Regions from separate parts of the Mus musculus genome. Here region 2 is linked to region 1. A link is a contact called in public Micro-C data. All regions are on one chromosome and are shown on one strand. Each heading gives the region's core, a stretch centred on a gene start, on an enhancer-like site or on the middle of the called end of the contact. The rest is flanking DNA. Distances are from core to core; before and after follow the strand shown.

Region 1 (7,129 bases), core at 2,408-4,907:
AAAGGGCTATGACGAACACTGCACTTTTGGCCCAACTGTAGACAAAGAGATCACTTACAAATCAAGAAAGCACACGTATCATATGGAAGCAGCTGTGTTTACTTAGTTCTTAAGAAGCAGTGGTGGCGCAGGCCTTTAATCCCAGCACTTGGGAGGCAGAGGCAGGACAGCCAGGACAACAGAGAAATCCTGTCTCGAAACAAACAAACAAACAAAAAAGCAAGGCTCTGGGCTGGAGAGATGGCTCAGCGGTTAAGAGCAGTGGCTGTTTTTCCCAAGGTTCTGAGTTCAAATCCCAGCAACCACATACACATACATGGTGGCTCACAACCATCCGTAATGAGATCTGATGCCCTCTTCTGGCATGTCTGAAGACAACTACAGTATACTTACATATAATAAATAAATAAACCTTTGGGGAAAAAAGAAGGTGTGCACCACCTCTGCCCATCTTATTTAAAGAAGCAAGGCCCAGTCCTTCTCCCTCAATAGCACGTGACTAGGTGTCAAAGCTGAGAGCTGCTAGAGCAACCACAGTAGGCTGTCGGTCCACATCGTTAACGAGTATGGACTGAAAACATTAACACTACCAGATGCTAAAGCTCTCAAAACCAGATAGCATTTGAGTATTTAAGAAAAATATGGGTCTATTTCAGAAAAAGACAGTGCTGAAATATCAAAACCAAACCAAAACACTGCAGTGACACATTATGACCTGGAAGTAAACAGTCCTCCCAGAACCCTAAAATGGTGCAGTAACTTACAAGTCCCGTCGCCACACACAATGTTTGTAGTTCATGGAGATATATTTCCGTTGTTGAGGTGATAATGCCTAGAGCAGTCCATTCTTACCTTCCCCATCTGTTGCAAACTTCTGGGCAGAGGCATTCACACCTCTTACACGCTCTGCTTGGATTGCAATGTCTGCTTCAACCAGGGCATGCTTCTGTAACAGGTCTTCAACACCAAGTAAGTGTTTGCCATAGTCTTGAGACAGCAATAGCACCTGTGGACAAAGCGCAACAGAAATGGCACTGTGAATACAACTGAGTTCAGTGTATCAGCACACTTAGCAGCCTTGCCGTACCACCCCTCTGGTTTGTCACTGGCCACCTCTGGACAAGACAATGCCAAATAAGTCACAACAAAACAAACATGAGACCTAGATCGGGAGAGACACAATGAACTAAGGACCATGCGCCTTGGCAAAAGCAAATAAAATTCACATTAAACACACAGAATAAAAGGGAAAGTCCCCTTAAGGGACCCTTCCCCAAGAGCCTTTCTGCTGGCTATACAACCAATAGGAGAATCTACTTAACAGCTTGTATGCCACATCTTTAACCCAACAAGAAGACCATGGTCAAGTGCCACGTCTTTAACTAGTAAGGAGACCACAGTCAGGTACCACATCACTATTATGAACTCACTGGAATTTTCTTGTTCTTCATTCAATTTGCAAATTTTTCTCCCGGCTACCATCCAACATCACCTCAGATAAAATTTCTATTTCACTCTTAACAGTTCTCAGGAAACTATGTTAACCTGAATTACAGTATACATATCGTGATTTATAAAGTGAAAATCACATCTTTGCTATACTTTAGGAACATTTCTATTTTAAGAGTTCAAAGGATCAAACCTAGTAACAACATTCTAAGTGTGAGGCAAAAGCAGAGGGAAACTGGAGTTATCAGCTGCCCTTGTCCCTCTGTCACCACAACTTAAGAGGCAGGGAGCAGGTAAAGACTGACATCTAGGGGCAGAGTTCTCTTACGTAAGAAACACCGTGTTTGGAGAGAAAAGAGGATGGTCTAAACACTACTCTCATCCGTTACAAATCCCATCCCATTGCCATTAGGGATAAAAGCCTTCCAGCTCAAAAACTGTTCAATAAAGATGCTGCATCAGAAGAAACCAACAGGCACAGGGCTGTGGCACAACGGCATGAATCTAGGCTCAGAAGTGCCAGGGACAGAGGAGAAAGCACAAAAGAGCACTGCAGCCATTATCATCCAGTCCCACAGTAACCTGGACACATCTTACCACACCCCAGCTTCTGAGAGGCCACAAGGCAGACTTAAGCATTGGCTGGTTTGAAGGAGAGGAAATGATACAGCACTAAGATCTGAATTCTGGCTTCCTAGTCCCTGGCCTATGCTTACCACCACCCGCCATTTGCATATATGATCCTAGAACACTATCACTAATACACAGACCACTGAACATATTAACAATGAAAAAGAAAATCATGATTCTCTACATTGGTAAAAATCTAAATCACTGCGTCAGATCTGGGATATAAAATGGTTTCGTTTACAACTTTTCCATGGTGCTCATCTCATTTAGTAGTGAGCTAGCCAGCTTATGAGCACTGCGGCTTCAGTCTGGCTTTGCAGAAGAGTTCACTGGACAAAGAGCACTAGCGCACAACTCCCACAAAGAGAAGGTCTGACTGCGTCAGCTCTGGCCTCCCCTGCCTTCTTTTGGTCAAAAGTTACCTTCATTTCATCCATCCAGTCCATAATATAAAGCATTTCCTGGAATATCTTTTGCAATCCCAGGTTCATCTCAAGACGCTGCCTCCTGGCCCTGAGCAGTTCCAGCAAGTATTCCCAGAGCCGGATGACATTGTCCTTCCTCGCTGTGATGCGCTTGATGTCATGGTAGTTCTCGGCTTCAAGTTCCCTGGCCACAGCCACCACGGCCTGAACTCGTTCTTCATATGCAGCGATGTCTGTCTCAATGGCCTCGTGTTTTTTGGTAGCAGCCTCAACAGCGGGAAGGTCAAATCCAAAGTTGTCCTACAGAGAGACAGAACAAAAAGAAATATAAAGAAACGTAAGTCACTGAGCCGGGTGGGGGGAGCACAATACAGTGCGTAAGCTGACTTTGCCACTGGTTTCTCACTGCCCTTGGACCCTTGCAAACTTCTGGTTGAGTTCAGATGTGTTCCTAACAGTACTTAAGAAACTTCTCACTTTACAGAGGGCCTACCATCTGACTTAAGATACTGAAGTATGTTGGACTTTGTCAAGCCAAGGGAAAGAAAACTGCTCTTGTATTTCATGACCAGTGTCACGCCTTGAGAGGATGGTTGGTCAAATACTGAGGGGAAAAAAACCAGGGGAACTTTTACAGCTTACATGAATGTGAACAATTCAGTCACAGGCTCTGAACAAATTGCTCGAGCTCCTAAGTCTATGACAAGTTAGACAAACAGACAAGAAAGTATATCAGAAATTTTAAACATCCTTTGTGCAAATGGAAGTGATGGCTGGTCAGCAACGTCACAATACTGGATGTTGTTAAGTGTTGTCCTGAGCTCCAAGGCCTCTTGGAAAGAGCTAGTGTTGCTTGGCTACCTCAGAAACACTTGCATTAGTAATTCAGACAGAACCTGAGACACAAGACGCTGGTTTTCACTCAGCCATGTCTCCCTCATAGCTGCCTTGCGATCAAATCTTCGGGCGAGTTGTTCCAGTTTTTCCTGCCGTATGAGCTCATTCCGCAGAGCCAGTTCTCTCTCATGTTCTGCTTTTTCCAGTCTTTCCCAGGCCTGCAGTAGTATAAAAACAAAAAAACATGGTTTCCTGAAGCATTCAAGGAGCTGTCCTTGACTACAACAACAGCTAGTATTTGTCCAAAAGATCACAGGACTTGAAAGGGAAACAACATTTCCACCCTTGAGAAAAAGATATTTTTCTCCCTCCCTCAGCACAGTCTCATGGGAACACACTCTTGTGTTCAAAGGTCCTGCCATAAGCTTGGAAGCAAACACTTGCAGGATATGAGCAACACGACGACATCTTCTCAGCAGCTCTCATCACAGACAAGAAATGAACTGACTTTCACGCCACCCACAGCCACATTTTAAAAAGTGAACATGCCTGAATTTCTCTTTCAAAATCCTGACATTAAATTCATTCCCGAAAATGTCTTACTTAATTTTTTTTTAAAATCCAATCAATGAATGCTCAAAGGATTCTGGGTGCAAATGAACAGTTCTGTAGTTTTTCTAGTTTTCATTTGAAAATAATACCCACAGTACAAATCTCTACTTGCAGGCTTGCGAGACACAACAATGAAAACAGCCGGTATGTATAACAACTCCTCTGACAGAGAGAAACAACATCTATGTTTATAACCCACAGACATTCCAAACACGTGGAATCAGACTTCCAGTTCCTCTCTATACAACAGGAGGACATCTGAGTTGAGTGCTTCACAAAGATGAGGACTAAACCGAGCATCTGCGTAACAAGGTAAACTGTGGGCCAAGGCTGTTGACAAAGTCTGACACTGCCTGCAGAGCTCCAGTGAACTGACCTATTACAACTCTTTGCTGGACCTTCTGCTATTCCCTGCCATCTACAGGGGGATGCTGGGAGTGACCCTGGCATTTTCTTGCCCCCCTAAAGTAATCAAGCAGAGAAAACCCCAAGGATAGGGGGGGGGCAACGCATGAGCGTGCAGGTCCGCTTCACCTTGTTGATGTCAGAGATGAGCTTCCCCTCGCGGGGCATGTAGACCTTCTGATTATTCGCTCGCATCTTGCTCTGAATTGTGAAAAGGAGCACCTCCAAATTCCCCTTCTCAGTAAACCTGAGGAGAGACAACCAGCCGTAAGCACTCCCGTGCCTTCTTCCTTCAAGACCAAAGGCTCACTTATTAGAGAAAAACGTACTTCATACAGTCACGGAATTCTAAAACCCTGTTCTGCAAAATCTGTACACTGGGGCAGCAGCAGGCTAGTCAATGGGTGTTTATGGACCTGGGAACTGCAGCATTGCTTTGCGGCTGCTTGTTGTTGCTAGGACTGATGTTTGAGAACATCAAGGAACAGAGTATTCTTACTAGTAACCTCAACCATGGTTTAAACCTTGTGCTCTAGACCAGTGGTTCTCAACCTGTGGGTCATGACCCTTTGGGGGACTGAAAGACCTTTTCATAGGGGTCACATATCAGATCTCCTGCACATTCGACTCTGTATTATGATTCACAAGGGTAGCAAAATTACAGTTATGAAGTAGCAATGAAGACAGCTTTATGGCTGGGGGTCCCCCACAACAGGAGGACTTGTACTCAAGGGTCTCAGCATTAGGAAGGATGAGAACTACTGTCCTGGGCAATGGACTTAATTCAGAAAGGTGGATGAACAAGCCAGCAAATGTCTAATCTAAATTTTCAGTTGGTTTCAAAGACCTCCCTCACCAAAGAATTTACAACTGAATTTTCACAAGAAATGAAAGGACTTACTTTGGAAGTATAGTAAACAAGGAAAAAAGTCCATAATTCTTACTTAATAATTATTTTAAAATACTAAACTCAAAAATTAAATTAGGGGGTTGGAGAGACGGTTTAACATGTCCGGGCTGTACAAGTGTAAGGAGTACAGATAGATCTCTAGCACCAGCATTAAAAGCTGCCGCAACTATGCTGGTGATAGTGGGAGGATGACTGCTAGCACTTTCAGGTGTGTCGAGAGAGCCTGTCTCAAGTTAGTAAGGACACCAGACACACTTCTCTGGTCTCTGAGCTTGAACACAGTTGTGCATTTCCAAACATATACAGGTGCATACATCACATACATTTGAAGAAAAGAAAAAAAAATTACCTTTCTTAGGTAGCAAAACTCTATCTCAACTGATAGGCAATGATTAACTGTCTTTACCTAACACAGTATTAATGTCAGCATATGCTTGATTACAGGATATTTTATCGGATCTGTCCAGGGTCTTATAACATATACTATGTATCAATATATACCCTAACTTTTCTTCTATTTTTCTTTTGAGGAATGCTCCTGCAATGTAGTCTGAATTAATCCTGAACTCAGGATCGTCCTGAAGTGCCCCAAGTATTGCAATTTCAGGTGTGTGCTACCACACCTGGCTGGCTTCACTGTGTTGCTTTTCTAGAATCTACAGAGCACTGCATGCCAGGGCTTTGAGAAGGGACTGAGGACCTGTGTTCTTCTTCGGCTCACACATATCCTGAATGTCAACGGTCCAGTCTACTAGATAGGGCTCAGGGGAATCATGGTGTGTAACAAGTCTCAGCAACTACAAATCAGGCAAGAAGGAAAACAGGCTACTAGGAGGGACACTGAGTTAACAGTGGAAATCGCCAACGTTACAAACAGGTGTCTTTGGGCTGCTGCACGTCTGCTCCCATACTAACGACCATACATTACACGCTGCCTCTTACTTAGGTGGTTTCTCCACTGTGCGGTACGTGTTGAATGCCTGGAGCTGCTGCTGGACCCCAACCAGTGAATTAGCAAATTTGCGGTTGTTTAGGATGATGATGGTTTGTTCAATCCACTCCAGAAGGTCAGAAGCAAGTGACTCGTACTTCTCAATCATTTTCTCTGTTTCTATAGCATTATCAAGCACCTGAAAGGAAGGGTTAGAAAACCAATACCCAGGTGTCACCAGTCAAGGAACACATGCTACTAACATATTCATTCTCTCTCTCTCTCTCTCTCTCTCTCTCTCTATCTCTCTCTCTCTCTCACACACACACACACACACACACACACACGAGCAATGGCCAGCTTTTCTGTGGTTCTGTTTCTTGACAGAGCATTTTAACTTAAGTGCAAAAAGGCATGCAATCTAGGCCTATTACCTGTGAGCAGTGGCAGCCTAACTCAACTGGAACTGGTTCTGAAGCCACCCAACCCCCCCAGGATAAGACTATGATGGTTTCTGTAATTGCTACAAAAGCAAAAAGATTTCTGGATTGGGGGACAGGGAACAAAACAAAACAAGCAAAAACAAGCCAGTGAACTCTGCCTACATGAGATGAAGAAGTCCTAAGTCTAAGGCTTTTAAAAATCATGGTCTGTAGGATTTCCTGACCAGGGTGAAGCCAATTTAGTTAGATTTTAAACAGTGGATTTCCAGTGAAGGATGACAGGAGGCTTGTGTCTGAGATCTCTTCTCAGTTCCTTTCCAGAGATCCCCACCATCATTCTGCTTCTCACTACCTTTGGGAAGACAATGGTTCTACTACTATTAAGTACTGCTTGCTACTGGCCAAAGTGGAGCCCATAGAAGAACAAGGGCTCAGAAGCAGTGCAGGAGGTGTGCTCTGATGTGTGTAAGGAGCTCACCTTTCCAAT
Region 2 (6,919 bases), core at 2,467-4,966, 310 kb after region 1:
GTTGTGTATGTATTTTCAACTTCTATAGAGAAGTCTTTTTTTTTTTCAGGAGGTGCACATGCACTGAATGTATCTTAATTCAATAGCAGGAAAGAGAGTAATAAAGTTTTCGCATGGATAACCTTACCTATTCCACAAGAAGGCTTTTGCATCCGGCTGTGTTTGACTGGCAAAACCAATGGGCATGCTGGCTTCTGGAAGTCACTCCGCTGGACACTTTTGGTGTCATAAGATGGTTGGGAGACATGTTTTGGTGCTTCATTATGGAACCACCATTTTCTCTTCACAGAAAAAAAATGGAAATGCACTGTCAAATAATGATGGAAATTTTCATTTGATGCTTAAAGTCTATGAATATTCAGTGATTTAATGTAACAAGATATTAGTGTAGAATTATTATTCACTTTGTGTATGGTTTGTTCGTATGATGTATATGTGCATGTAATACTCATGAAGAGGACATGCCATAGGGCACCTTCCTCAGCTGCACTTCCATTTTGTTTATTGCGATGGGGTCTACCACTGAACCTGAAGCTATGCAATCCAGCCCAGTTGGGTGTCTAGTGAGCTCCAGGGATCTGCTTATCTCTGTCTTCTCCTCTCATTATGTTCCCATCCTGGTCCCCCAGCAGTGGTATTACAGGCATTTCTATCTTGGGGATCCAAGCTCAGATTCTCATGGTAACACACACGTTACTGAGGAAATGTTCTGCCTGGCTCAGGAGTTTGAACACTTGGTTCCAGTTGGTGGTGCTGTTTGGGGAGATTGAGGAGGCATGACCTTGCTGGAGCTGTTCTGTGTTGTGGAGACATTGAAGCTTCTCAGCTTCTTATTCTTGCCACCCTGCCTGCCCCTTGATGCCCCTGCTTCTCTTCCCACTATAGACTCATATCTTTAGAAACTTAAGCCAAAATAAATTCTTTCATAAGTTACTTTTGGTTGTGATGTTTTGTCACAGCAACAGAAAAGTAACTATGAAACAAGCAAGCCTAGAAATCTGAGTTCAATCTCCAGAACCCACAGTGTGGGAATAGAACTGTCCCCTGAAATTGTCTTCTGACCTCCATAAATGCATTGTAACACTCTAACCTGCTCACACATACAAATAATAAAGTAAATGTCTTTAAAAATAATCAGCTCTGACTCTATAGTAAGAGATGTCTGTAATATGATTTAAGAGGAATGGGTACGCACATTACGATAATAAATTCTGACAATTGAGGCTCCATTGATACACAATGGGAGAGGTATTCCTAGGGTCACCCCACAGAGCTGCACAGAACCTCTTAAATGAGCTCAGCTTCTCAAAAGACAAGCATGTGAGAAATAACTGTATACTGTATGTCTAACGAGGTCAACTTTATCAATAGAAACTGTTGATAAGCTTAGAAATAGAGTAAATTTGTGAAAAGGCCATAGAGAGCAAAAGTATTTTGTGGGGATGGGAAGCAAGAAATCAAGAAATGATGAAAATAAGGAATTCGAACACTGTTCTAGGCTGAAGGCACAGCTACTAATCCTGGTGGATTGCAAGAAATATTCTTAGACTGGACAAGATGAGATGCACAGAAAACAGAGGATCAAGAACTGAACAAGGGAAGCAAATCTCAGCTTGTTAAATCAGCACCAGTTTTAGGCCAACAACTTGCAGCCAAGAATAATAAAACAAAGGGCAATTATAAACACATTTCACAGAAATTGAGCAACTAGGAAATTCAGGACAAAACTGAAATTGACTAATGTTTTATATTTCCAGAATGAGCTATAACATGGATTTTTAAGTGGACTACTTGCTCTAGGTCTTAAGAAAATTCTAGAACAGATTACTAAACAGATGGTATCTTCTCACTATCTGGCTAAAAAGTCGTTTGCTACTGGTCTTGGACTGCCTGCTTTCTCACAGCTCTCTATCCCATAATTATGACAATGCTTATTATGGCAAACTAGAATATGCTTTCTTTTACTTTAAGAATAATTCTGAAGTGGGCACATCCCTTTACAGACAAGTAACATACAGAGATTAAGAAACACCTCCAGGTACAGTGCTGTGGCAGCCACCAACACCTACCTACCTGTACATGCCCCAAATTCTGTGTTCTGTTGTCATTGGCTAGGGCAAATAAGCACAGGTTTAATCACATCATCTCAAAGTGCTAAGTGTCTTAGTCCATTCTGTGTAGGTGGACTCTCATGGATGGGGCAATTCATAATGTTTGTAAATTCAATGGCTTTCAATTCCGGAGCCTATGAAATGTAATAAGCAAACAGCCAGGCTCCGGCAGGTTTGGCAACTCTAATTCAACAAGAACCTCCACTCCTCAATGTGTCAGGGGTGAGAGAGGTAATTCTACCCTTTTATGCCAGAATTGAGCTTATCATGAGGCAATGCCTTCAAGGCCTAGGTCACATCTCTCAACACAGACAGCGACTTTTAAATTTCAATATACATTTTAGAGGAAACAAACTTTGAAACCATAACTGTAAGTGCCTTGAGGAAGTTTTCCTATATAAAGGTTATCAGGCATATACTTATATACTATATAAAGGTTATCAGGCATATGCTTATACCATATACTCTTTGTGGAGAAGAAGCTTATTTTGCTAATACTCGATAACTGGAAAAGTAACTTTGGGCAAGGGAACCATTAGGGAATGTCTTGGGCCTTGATGTTGTCTCCCAGAGTATAATGCAAGCAGAGATCTTGAGTTCACTTTAAAGAAAACTTCTGTAATTTCACAAGTATGAAGTATGATTGAATTAGGCCTCTGTAGTTAGATTGCTCCATGAACATGAAACATGGATGCGTGTTCTTCCCTCTTACTTTTCTGTTTTGGGCCTTCCTCCTCATATCTGCAAAGTGTGCTCTTGAGAACACATGTTCACGTATGAAGGATCCATGCCTTCTGATCCAGGTGTTTTCTTACAATACTCTATGACACCAATGAAACAGAGGCTTCTTGTCTCACTTATGTGGTTTTATCTCACTTTCAGGTGAAAAGCTAATAGAAAAAGTCACTGTTCCATGGCTCATTCTAGTGTTCATTGATTGACTTTGCCATGAAAATTAGTTTATGGCAAAATAAATCAAATAGGATAAGCAGCAGGGTATGATGGTTTGGTCTGGGCTTTGGAGAGTGTGCTCCATTTTGCAGGTTGTAAACGGAGTACTGCCTAAAAAAATTGTAACTATTTCTTTTTCTTATTCTGAGGCCTATCTCTTATTATGTCTGTCCAAGGACACTATTCTCTGGGGCTCCTTTTAAGGGTAATGCCTATATATTCTTGACAGCAACAGTCTCCCTAACTCTGACCTGGAGAGCTTCATGACTGTCGTCCTATGAACCCACTGGTCACACTTAGAAGTCATTCTAAGGAAATGACTCTTGTATATACCTATTAACCTATTAACAGGGACATAACTCACACTATGGAGGAGGTTGTTGTGATGTAGGCCTTTAATCTCAACTCTTAGGAGTCAGAGCCAGACAGGTCTCTGTGGGTTCAAGGATAGCTAGCCAGCCAGAGATAAGCAGCAATTTCCTGTCTAAAACCATCACCTCCACCACTACACCTATCACTACAACTACCATCACATCACTTCCACAACCACCTCCACCACCATCTCTACAATCACCACCTCCACCACCACTATCATCACATCCACCAATCCACCACCACCACCACCACCACCACCACCACCACCACCACCACCACCACCACATTCTGGGGATTCCCAAGGACATGGATTTCTGCCAAAACTTTACACAGACCATGGAATTTAATTTGTAGAGCTCAGTGGTTTAAAAAAAAAATGGAAGTTTTATCACAATGATTAGGCAGCCAAGGTCATGTGAGTTACAATGTTCTCAAGCTGGTATCTCATTGATACCAGGGATGTAGAAAATTTGCCTTTTAAAAGCAGCTCTTAAAGTCTCTTATGACAGTTACTTCTAAGCTGTGTTCTGTGGAACAACAGTTCTCTGATCTATTTATTAATAGATGTTATTCAGAAGAAGTTCCATGGACAAAGCTATCTTGGAAATGAATATTTTCAAGCAAATTCAAGCATGCTTATCTCAAGATTTCTCAAAACTAATATAAGCGGTGACTCTCTGAAAAAGGTATTTGGAAATAAACCTTTGACTTAACTTTGGAAATGTATTTTTTTCAAGGAGATGAACAATGGCTAGTGTTCTGAAACTATATGTTGGAAATATGTTTTAGTAAACATTAGAAAGAAGGGTCTCTGTGGGAGGGGTGGCAGGGGGCAGCATTGGAATGTAAATAAATAAATCAGTATTAAAAAAAGAAAGTACCTGAAGGGACCCTGGTTAGCTAAGAGTATGGCAAGCATAGCTCTGGCAGGCCACGCCCTCTTTCCCATCATTCCCTCTGTGTTTCTAAAAATTCTTAGATTAAATTCCTGAACCTAATCACCAAGGTCTATTCCCTTATTTGTCTACTTCCTCCTCTTGAAACTGACTACCAGCTATCAAAGTCTTTGAAGTCCAGCAATTAAAAGACCCCTTTGGCTGCCCTAATTAACATGCCTAATCAAAATTAAATACCTCACGCACACACAGGGTTTTCCCCCTTGTACCTTTATAAAACCACCCTTTGCCTATGGGCCACATCTGTCTCCTATCTATCCAGAGGCAGTCCTTTGTCCCTTGGGACAAATACCTCTCCTCCCTCTTGTTTTTTTCCCCTTCTCACTCATGCTCTATCTCCTGTCTTTGACTCTTATTCCCTGACCTCTTTTTTGCTGGGGCAAATGAATCTTCTTTGTACTAAGTACTTGGTCTTGGAGGTCAAGGGCTGATAATTTTGCTTTTAGTACCAATTGTTCCTGTTAGATTAGCCTTTAACAAAATTAAACAAACAGCAGCAGCAGAAAACTAGCTTTACTTTTTCTAGCACCCAAATTTTATGACATTAGGTAGAAATGCATATATGATCATTTCATTTTTAAAAAAATCTTGTAAACCAATAAAACTAAAAGCCAGGTGTGGGAACACACTCCTGTGATTCCAGTACTCAGGAACCTGAGGAAGAAGGATTTCACGTTCAAGGCTTGGGCTACCTACATAGGAAGATACTACCCTACATAGGGGTCCTACCAGACTAACCAACCAACCAACCAACCAACCAACCAAAGAAAGCATATCTTGAGATCTCAGTGTACAATCATACCAGTAAACAGCAGTTAAAATATTTAGGCAGCTTAATTTTACTTTAAAGCCAGTATTACTATATTTTAAGTAAACTAACTTTTAAAAAGAAATGTCATCTTGAATAAAGGAACAAACTTTACACATGTGAAATAAAAATGAGCATTTTTTAGGTTCCTGGAAATGGAGGGCATTAGCAAGTTCATTGTTGCTTCCCTTTTATTTTTGAAATATGAATATTCCCTTCGCTGTGTACACCCATCCCTCTGTAACTGTGATGCATCTTGCTCATGTCTGTCCTACTCAGCTTCACACTTTCTTGGCCTGGCTCTCACTGGTTTAGTGAGTGTGTAACAACTGTCAGCTAGCCTTGCGGATGGCAGTGGCGAATTTTTGTTGTTGTTTTCCACAATATTTATGATATAAACTATAGTAAGTTATTTTGGATTAAATTTTCAAGCTTCTACCTTTCCATTTTCCGAACTAGTTTCACCCTCTTAGTGTCTCCACCGTGCAGAGAGATGACTTAGATACAAATCTGAACTAACACTTGTTCACTGTTAACAGAGGAATGGTAGATGGTGTTAGTATGGAGGGCCCCACAGACATTCTCCATTTAAATATGATGTGAAAGCAGAACTCCACCTAACCATCCATGGGAAAGTAATGGAACAGGGTGAGGTGTCTGAGACCATTCACATGACACACCTCTCCTTCCACAAAAGTCATACTGGAAAACACGTCTGTAAGAAAATGCAATGGCAGATTATGTTGTTCAGTTCCTAGACTCAACACTGTGTTAGGTCTCCTACTTTAGAATCCAGCTGTAAGTAGGATACAGTGATATCCTCAGGCCCACAGCTGTGCAGATCAGCAGGATGTGCTACTAAGAACAATTGCTTCTAACATGCTTCCTTTGTGAACCAAGAATGTTCAATATGGTAGTCACTTCCTCACTTAGGACCTTATTCATGTGACTTTCTCTGATCACCTATTTAGAACTACAACTCTGGGCCAGCAAGAGGGCTCAGAAAGTACATGCACTTGCCACTAAGTCTGATGACCCAAGTTTGCTCCCCACAGCACTGACACATGGAAGAGAATAGGTTCCTGTAAGACACACACACACACACACACACACACACACACACACACACACACACACAGAGAGAGAGAGAGAGAGAGAGAGAGAGAGAGAGAGAGAGAGAGAGTGAGTAACAAAATTAAAAGAAAAATAAGGTTGCAATTCTAGCACCAGCAGTCTTCCCCGTCCTCCATGCAAGCCCATGCCATTCAGCATCCTAATTAGTTTACTTCTGTTGCACATTCCTCCGTTAGAATATGAGCAGCCTAAGACCAGAGCATTTCCACCATTTATTTGACTCAGTGCTGAATCTCTAGCATCTAGAAAAGGACTTGACCAAAAGTATCTATTCACGCCTGCTGCATAACAGTTTCTTCAGAGACTAAACAGGAAACTCCTAGGGCAGGGAGGTATATAACTCATAATAGCTCCAGGAAGTCCCTGAAATTGATGAGATTCACTAGGTCCCTCCTGCCTGAGTAACTAATAAAGACTGAGGCGAGCCCCTTTCAGAAGGAAGGAAGCTGAGCTGCAAAACAACAGAACAAAACAAACAAAATACAAGACAAAAAAAAAATCAACCTCTGAGATCAGACCAGCTGCCTAGAAGAAGCAGAAATTAGCCTTGCTGACTGGAAGAGGATTAGACCCGAGTCACCTGG

Evidence for each region. A called contact is a pair of places that touch in the nucleus more often than the background predicts.
Region 2: a Micro-C map of granulosa cells shows a contact between it and region 1, with 3 times the contacts expected there. The contact joins two enhancer-like sites.

The regions. Positions count from the first base shown.
Region 1 is chr11:30,139,619-30,146,747 of GRCm38.p6, forward strand. Sptbn1 (spectrin beta, non-erythrocytic 1) reads right to left here. Exons shown (of 35, transcript NM_175836.2): 7 at 7,121-7,129; 8 at 6,211-6,398; 9 at 4,488-4,605; 10 at 3,401-3,559; 11 at 2,502-2,804; 12 at 853-1,006. Among named protein-coding and RNA genes, the nearest start is that of Sptbn1, 77 kb to the right of the region's middle. Within about 2 kb of position 3,658, at least 8 of the 459 cell types and tissues checked have an H3K27ac peak or open chromatin away from gene starts, as enhancers often do. A contact at or near this core is called in granulosa cells, where this site is marked.
Region 2 is chr11:30,446,100-30,453,018 of GRCm38.p6, forward strand. It overlaps 4930505A04Rik (RIKEN cDNA 4930505A04 gene), which reads right to left. Exons shown (of 5, transcript NM_001100394.1): 3 at 128-281. Among named protein-coding and RNA genes, the nearest start is that of 4930505A04Rik, 22 kb to the right of the region's middle. Within about 2 kb of position 3,717, at least 6 of the 459 cell types and tissues checked have an H3K27ac peak or open chromatin away from gene starts, as enhancers often do. A contact at or near this core is called in granulosa cells, where this site is marked.